Regions from separate parts of the Sus scrofa genome. Here region 1 is linked to region 2. Evidence: chromatin contacts called from public HiChIP or PLAC-seq data. All regions are on one chromosome and are shown on one strand. The core of a region is the stretch at or near the end of the contact, and the rest is flanking DNA. Distances in the headings are between cores, read along the strand shown. Region 1 overlaps SETBP1 (SET-binding protein). Region 2 holds the start of SETBP1 (SET-binding protein).

What was found. HiChIP or PLAC-seq counts read pairs in DNA pulled down with a chosen protein or histone mark.
Region 1: an H3K27ac HiChIP or PLAC-seq map of skeletal muscle shows a contact between it and region 2. The contact joins the enhancer-like site here to the promoter of SETBP1 in region 2. A contact is called at or near these places in 10 of 47 Hi-C or Micro-C datasets (adipose tissue, alveolar macrophages, brain and 6 more) and 1 of 2 datasets of contacts at active chromatin or transcription factors (skeletal muscle).

Annotation. Positions count from the first base shown.
Region 1 is chr1:94,404,499-94,407,590 of Sscrofa11.1, reverse strand. The region is part of intron 3 of SETBP1 (SET-binding protein); the gene reads right to left. Among named protein-coding and RNA genes, the nearest start is that of SETBP1, 110 kb to the right of the region's middle. Within about 2 kb of position 1,615, at least 10 of the 83 cell types and tissues checked have an H3K27ac peak or open chromatin away from gene starts, as enhancers often do. A contact at or near this core is called in skeletal muscle, where this site is marked.
Region 2 is chr1:94,293,720-94,297,203 of Sscrofa11.1, reverse strand. SETBP1 (SET-binding protein) reads right to left here and starts at 1,872. Exons shown (of 7, transcript XM_021092436.1): 1 at 1,255-1,872.

The DNA of each region.
Region 1 (3,092 bases), core at 366-2,865, 110 kb before region 2:
GTAGGTTTGGCCTGGGTGTTAGGAGGCCAGGAATCTCCATTGCTAACAAGCTCTCAGGTGCTGCCACTGCTAGTCCTGAGACCATGCTTTAGAAACCACTGATCTGGGACCTAGGACTGTCAACAGTAGATGGAAATTCAAATCACTGAGAAAATGCAGGTGCCCACTGTACACCAAATCTTGTAAATCAGAAACTCTAGTTACGCAGTCCTGACATCTATATTCTTTTTTTTTAATTGAAGTATAGTTAGTTTATATGTTTTGTTAATTTCTGCCGTAGAGCAAAGTGACTCAGTTATATACATATATACATTCTTTTTCATATTCTTTTCCATTATGGTTTATCCCAGGATATTTAGAATATAATTCCCTGTGCTATAACAGTAGACCTTGTTGTTTATCCATTCTATATATAATAGTTTGCATCTGCTAATTTCAAACTCTCAATCCATCCCTCTCTCACCCCTAACCCTTGGCAACCACAAGTCTGTTCTCTATGTCTGTGAGTCTGCTTCTGTTTTATAGATACGTTCATTTGTGCCATATTTTAGTTACTGCATATAAGTGATATCCTATGATATTTGTATTTCTCTTTCTGACTTTACTTTTTTAGTATGATAATCTCTAGCTGCATCCATGTTGCTGCAAATGGCATTCCATTCTTTTTTATGGCTGAGTAGTATTCACTGTATGCATGTATATATGTAGTAGTATTCACTGTATACACTGTATACATGTCCATCTGTTGATGGACATTTAGATTGCTTCCACATCTTGACTATTTGAACAGTGCTGCTATGAACAGAGGGATGAATGTATTTTTTTGAATTATAATTTTGTCTAGCTATATACCCAGGAGTGAGATTGTTGGATCATATGGTAATTCCATTTCTAGTTTCCTGAGGGACCTCCATACTGTTTTCCATTCTGGCTGCAGCAACTAACATTTCTACCAACAGTGTAGGAGGGGTCCCTTTCCTCCACACCCTCTCAGCATTCATAGACTTATTTAATGATAGCCTTTCTGACTGGTATGAGGTGATACCTCATTGTAGTTTTGATTTGCATTTCTCTACTAACTATACACACACACACACAAACACACATATATATAGTTAGTACATACATACATACATACATACATACATACATACATTTTGGCCATGGCATGTGGAAGTTCCCAGGCCAGGGATCCAATCCACACCACAGAAGTGACAATGCCAGATTCTTAACTGCTAGGCCACCAGGGAACTCCTCAATGTCTACATTCTTAATCAACTCCCCATATGATCTTAATGTGTAGCAAAGGTTTAGAGGCATTGAGCAGGTTCAGTTGCTTCATTTTACAGAAAATAAAACTGAAGTTCAGAGGATCGAGTGATGTCTAATTCTATATATTCAACTGTAAAGGGGTAGGTTTGGACAGGAAGTAATTTTAAATTCTGAGTCTTTAATTCCAGGGCTGCATTTCTCCTTATCTTCTGTCCCCTCACACTCAAATAATAAGAGTCAGGTAAACAGGCAAGGCTAAGAGAGCCTCCTTCTTCATCTGGCCACCCCAAGTAACCAGAAGGAATCAAAGAGGACCACACGGCGTTGGCAGGCTCTGAGCATTCTTAAAGCTTGCCTCCGTCTTGTTTCTAAATATAACAGGCAGTCAGACACTGAATAACTCTTGGATGATTTGGCTTCCCTGGGATAAACTTCTTTCTCCTTAGATTATGCTACACCAGGAATAGAGCCCTAAGGGGAGAAATTCCTCTTCAAAGTCAAAGTGAGATAACACCGTGTGTGGTATTCAGGTTGTTCTCCTTTGGGAGGAGAGTGGGAGGCAAACTTCTAACATCAGCCAACATCAAAAAGTATATTCATACTCTGTACATGTGGAGGGGGCAGGGCCAGAGGGGAAATGGTAAGGCAGATGACAACACATCCCAGGCCTGGCTGGCAGGGACAAGGAGCGTGGGCAACAGGCTCGGGCTGTGGGCAAGGAGAAGGCCACGTGCCAGTGGCCCTGGCAGCCATCCCTGCACGGGTTCTGTTCATGGGCTCTGCTGGGAGGACTTGGTGGGCATGCGGAGTGGGTTGCTGGCTCCCAGGAGGCGGGCTCAGGAACAGCTCCTACTACACTTCCCTTGCCCTCAGGCTCTTGCTCCTTCCAGGGTAGGGGAATCTGATGCCACCTAAAATTGCCCTGAAACATGGATAGACATTCGTTATCTCCTCTTCCACATAAATACCAAACCCTTCCTCTTTATTTTAGAGTGAGTTGAGCCTCTCCATTTTCCAGTATGGCAATAGATCTGAGTATTGGATTTGGATGGGATGCTAGCACCCAACTGGTTCTGTCCTCTCCATTTATAGAGAACACTGTAAATGCTATCATTTGTTAAGACCTACTATGCATCAGGCACTTCATATACATCAAATTGAGCACTCAACCAAAGCCCCAAATGAGCAATATGTTTCCAGATGGTAGAAGATGAAGCACAGGCAGAGGGAGAGGAAATGATCTGCCCCAAATCTCATGGCTAAAGGAATCAGAGCTAGGATTCAGATGCAGGTTTCTGGCTCCAAACTGCTGCTGGGTCAACAGTCCTGAGAGGAGAAGGAGCTGGTGAATGGTTTCCTGCCTCCCTCCACCCACCATGTTAGGGTAATTGACCAGCCTGCCTCAGCTAACATCACCTTTTGCTTTTCAAGATTTAAGCCAAAACTTTATTTAGAAGTTCTAAATGTCCAGGGAGGAGTCTGTTAGCTCTCTCTGGTCCCCAGAGGGGAAAAATGAAACTTTCTCAGTTTAGACTGAGAGAAACCCAGCTGCTATTAAAAATAGAGCAGGAAATTGCATGGGCAACTCAGGGCAATTCTCCTTCTCCAAAGGAATTCCTCCAAAGTGCTGAAAGCTCAGGAAAAGACTGTAGTTTGGGTGAGGTGCGGAGACCCTGAATATGTCCCCCATCCCTGGAAGATGCAAGTCTTCCCTGGGGCTGCACTGATTTGCATGTTTCATTTGTGTGGGTATGCACAGGTTTGTGTGTGTGCTTGAGGGTGTGGGGTGAGAGGCGTTACAGTAACAGGCATTACGGTAA
Region 2 (3,484 bases), core at 623-3,122:
GGCACAACTTTCCGATCTCCAAGGAAAATATTTCCACTTGGATCTTATTTCAGAATTGTAACTGGTGTGGGTCGTGGGAGGAGGGGTGTTGCCGCGTGTAGGGGATGGGGACTGGAAGACAGCATTTCGGTAGTTACTTATTTTTGTAGAGCCAGCATGCTCTACCGATCAGAAATTGCTATTACCCAACAATGCTTCCATCACAAACAGACACCAAAAACAGCATCAGCATTATCACCATCTTGCTAAAGATCTGCCCAGTCCAGTTTACCTGACTTTGTCTCTGTGGAACTTCTCGGACAGTATTTTAGTCAAAGAGATAGTGGTTTGAAAGACAAAAACAATAAATCGATACTGAAGGGTTCCCTTTCAGGAGTTATTTCCCACTGGAAACCACCGAACGGGGAAGCCTGTCGTTAATTCCCAAGCCCACGACTCCTCTAGAAACACACACAATGCGTGCTTTCAAAAAAGGCATTCGCCTGCTTTTAAGGGAATTCCTGTCTTTTCAGAGTCCCAAAACCAGAGAGCAGGAGAAAGAGACTCAAATCCATTGATTAAGATTTTAAGGAAAAGACTAACACAGAGCCACGACACAAGCACACACCAACCTTCGCCGGCTGGACCACTTCTTCCCTGTTCTTCTTTCTATCAACGACACGTTAGATTCTGATATATTCTCCCCCCCCACCCCCCAAAAAATTCAGCTATATACAATGTAGCTCTCTAGCTCCACTTAACCTGCAAGTTACAAAGAGGGGGGGGGAAATATCCTGCCGCCTTCCCACCCCTTTCCTTACCCCCTCCCCCTCTCGAGTCCACTCCACCAAAGCCAAACCCGCCAGCTCCAGCAGCCGGCTGCCGGACCGAGGGAGGGTGCAAAAGGCTGCGGCGGCGGCGGCAGGGGGTGGGGGAGATCAGATTAGGCCAAGCTCAGTAAGGTCCCAGACCTCCAGCCCGATGCTGCCACCCTCGCCGCCACCAACGAGCCACTCCAAATGAGCCAGCATCACTGCCCACAGCCGACGGGCCGGAATTGCGCCCATCCTCGGCAGCCTCGCCGGGACCTGCATCCCGCCCCTTCGGCCCCGACTCCCCTTCCCGCCCGGTGCAAAGTCAAAGCCCCAGCGAGGCAACGTTAACTTTTGCATGCAGAGAACACACACCGCCCCCGACCCCGGGCGTGCGGGGGCCCGCGGTACGGCGGGAGGCTCGGCGCCCGGCTCCCGGACCAAGGTCGCCGCGCGTGCTCACCCACGTCCCGGCGGCTCCGGCTCCGCTGGCCCAGCGCTCGCTCAGATCCCGGCTCCCGTAGCTCGCCCGAGCCCCCGAAGGTGCTGCTGCGGCAACTCCATGGCGATGAGCATCTGTCACACGGCGAGCAGCGGGCTGGCCGCCCTCGCTCGGGGGGCGCCGGGGCCCCCGGGCGCGCGGAGGCGGAGGCGAGCGGCGGGCGCCCAGAACGGCCCAGCGCTTCCCGCCCGGCGCGGCCGCCTCCGCCGCGCCACCGATTTACGGAGAGAGATATCAAGGGGGAAAATGGCGTCTCCGGAGCCCGAGGAGTCCTGGAGTAATCACATTCACACACACACACACACGCACGCACACACTCGCACACCGCGCGCCGCAAGCCCGGCTAATTTTAGCAGAAGGGCCCCCCCCCAATTATATATATCCCCGTCTCTCCAATCAATGCTATTTTTTTTTCTTTTCTTCAAAGGATGGATTGGAGCCTTAAAAAATGTTGCCGGCTATGGGTTCGCAGGAGGCAGCGCGCGGAGGGCGAGGGCGCTTTTGCTGAGCTGTGCAGTTCGTTCCGCGGCGCCGGGCGGCCCTGCCCGCCGGCTCGTTCGCCCGCGGTCGCTACTGCTGCCGCCGTCGCCGCCGCCGCCGCTCCATGACCGCGCCCGCCCCGCGCCCCCGTCGCGTCCCCTCGCCACCCGCCCCCGTCCCCGGCGAGCGCTGGAGTGGGGTCGGGCCCAAGTGCCTGCCTCCCGCGCCCTCTCCCGAGTCCCGGAGTCCTAGTGAAAGGAAGGGGGAGGGCGCGGGCGGGGGAGGGGGAGGATCGGAGCGGCCGCGCGGCGGAGCTGAGCGGGGACCGCCACCCCGCGATCTGCTTCGGAGGGGGCGCGGGCTCCCACACCTCTTGCCCAACCGGCCGGGGGCCGCTTTCCTACTTGCGCCGGGGGTGGCACAACCAGTAACCAACAAGCACCTCTCCCTTCACCCTCCCTCAGTGAATTTTTGTGAATTTCGATCAATTGGGAAGAGTGGGGATCTTGAGCGGGAGAAGGAACACAGTTCGTGGAGGCGGATCGGGGACCCCTCGTCGCCCCCCGCGCCCTTCTTGCTTCCCCAGCGCCCTCGAGGCCCAGTGTCTCTGCGCGCCCGAGTCCGCCGCGGAAACTGGGCGGCCGCGGGGACCGCGGCGGACTAGGCGCCGGCTCCGGGGCTCAACACTGCCGCTATCTGACACAACAGGAGCAGTGTTGGGGGAGCTGTGTTCCGAGGCGGGAGATGTGATAGGCTCTGAAACTGGGTGCATTTTTTTTTTTAATCTGGTAATTACATTTCAGGGGGTTATTTTTTTGTTAAGCGACACGTATGCCTTCAGATGCGTATGTGCATTTTCTAGTTATTCACAAAAATTGGACAATTGATGACGGGAAAGACACCTTGAGATGACGTTGGCATGCAGTTCTCTATTCAGGATAGTGGAAAGAATAAAATGGAATATCTTCAGTTCATACAAAATATGGTGGTATTTTAATTTGGCTGTTTGTTTTCGGATTGCAAAGGGGACCTATTCAGGCCACTCATTTGCAACCTCGGGCAACTGAGAAATGGAACCCCTCAGGGGCATGTCTACATTATAGGACAATATAGGACAGAAATGGTTTAAGGGGGTTTGCAAGTGGTTTTTCTTAAAGACCTTGAGTAGAGTTTAAGATACCTATTCTCAGAGCCCTGGGAACCTTGAGAAAATAAAGAGATAATCTGAGTAGCTGATAGGAATGCACACAACACAGGTCTCTTAGTCCTAAACAATCTCCAATGCCAGCATCTTGCAGTCATTCAGCAAATAATTATGTAGCATGAACTATCTCAGACATGATGGCAGCAACTAGAGATTCAAACTCAGAATTCATAACCCAGTGAGAGACTGGCATGCAAACTTTGAACTACATCTAATGTATGGAAATATCAGAAAGGAGATGTTTACAAAGTACATGGAGCACAGACACAGAAATGGTATGAGGGTGAGATCAAAAATAATATTCTCTTGAGAATTGCCCCACATTTATTACCTGTTTAACATAGCCCTTTCCTTTTCCCCTTTTTACGAATATACCTTTTTCCCTCTAAAACCTGTTTTTCTAACCAAGATAAAAGTTTTGAGGACAGGTCTGTGCCTTGCATGGGCAATGCCACTAAATGTAGGCAAGAATAAATGTTCCTCTGATATCACCAAATAACTGACTGG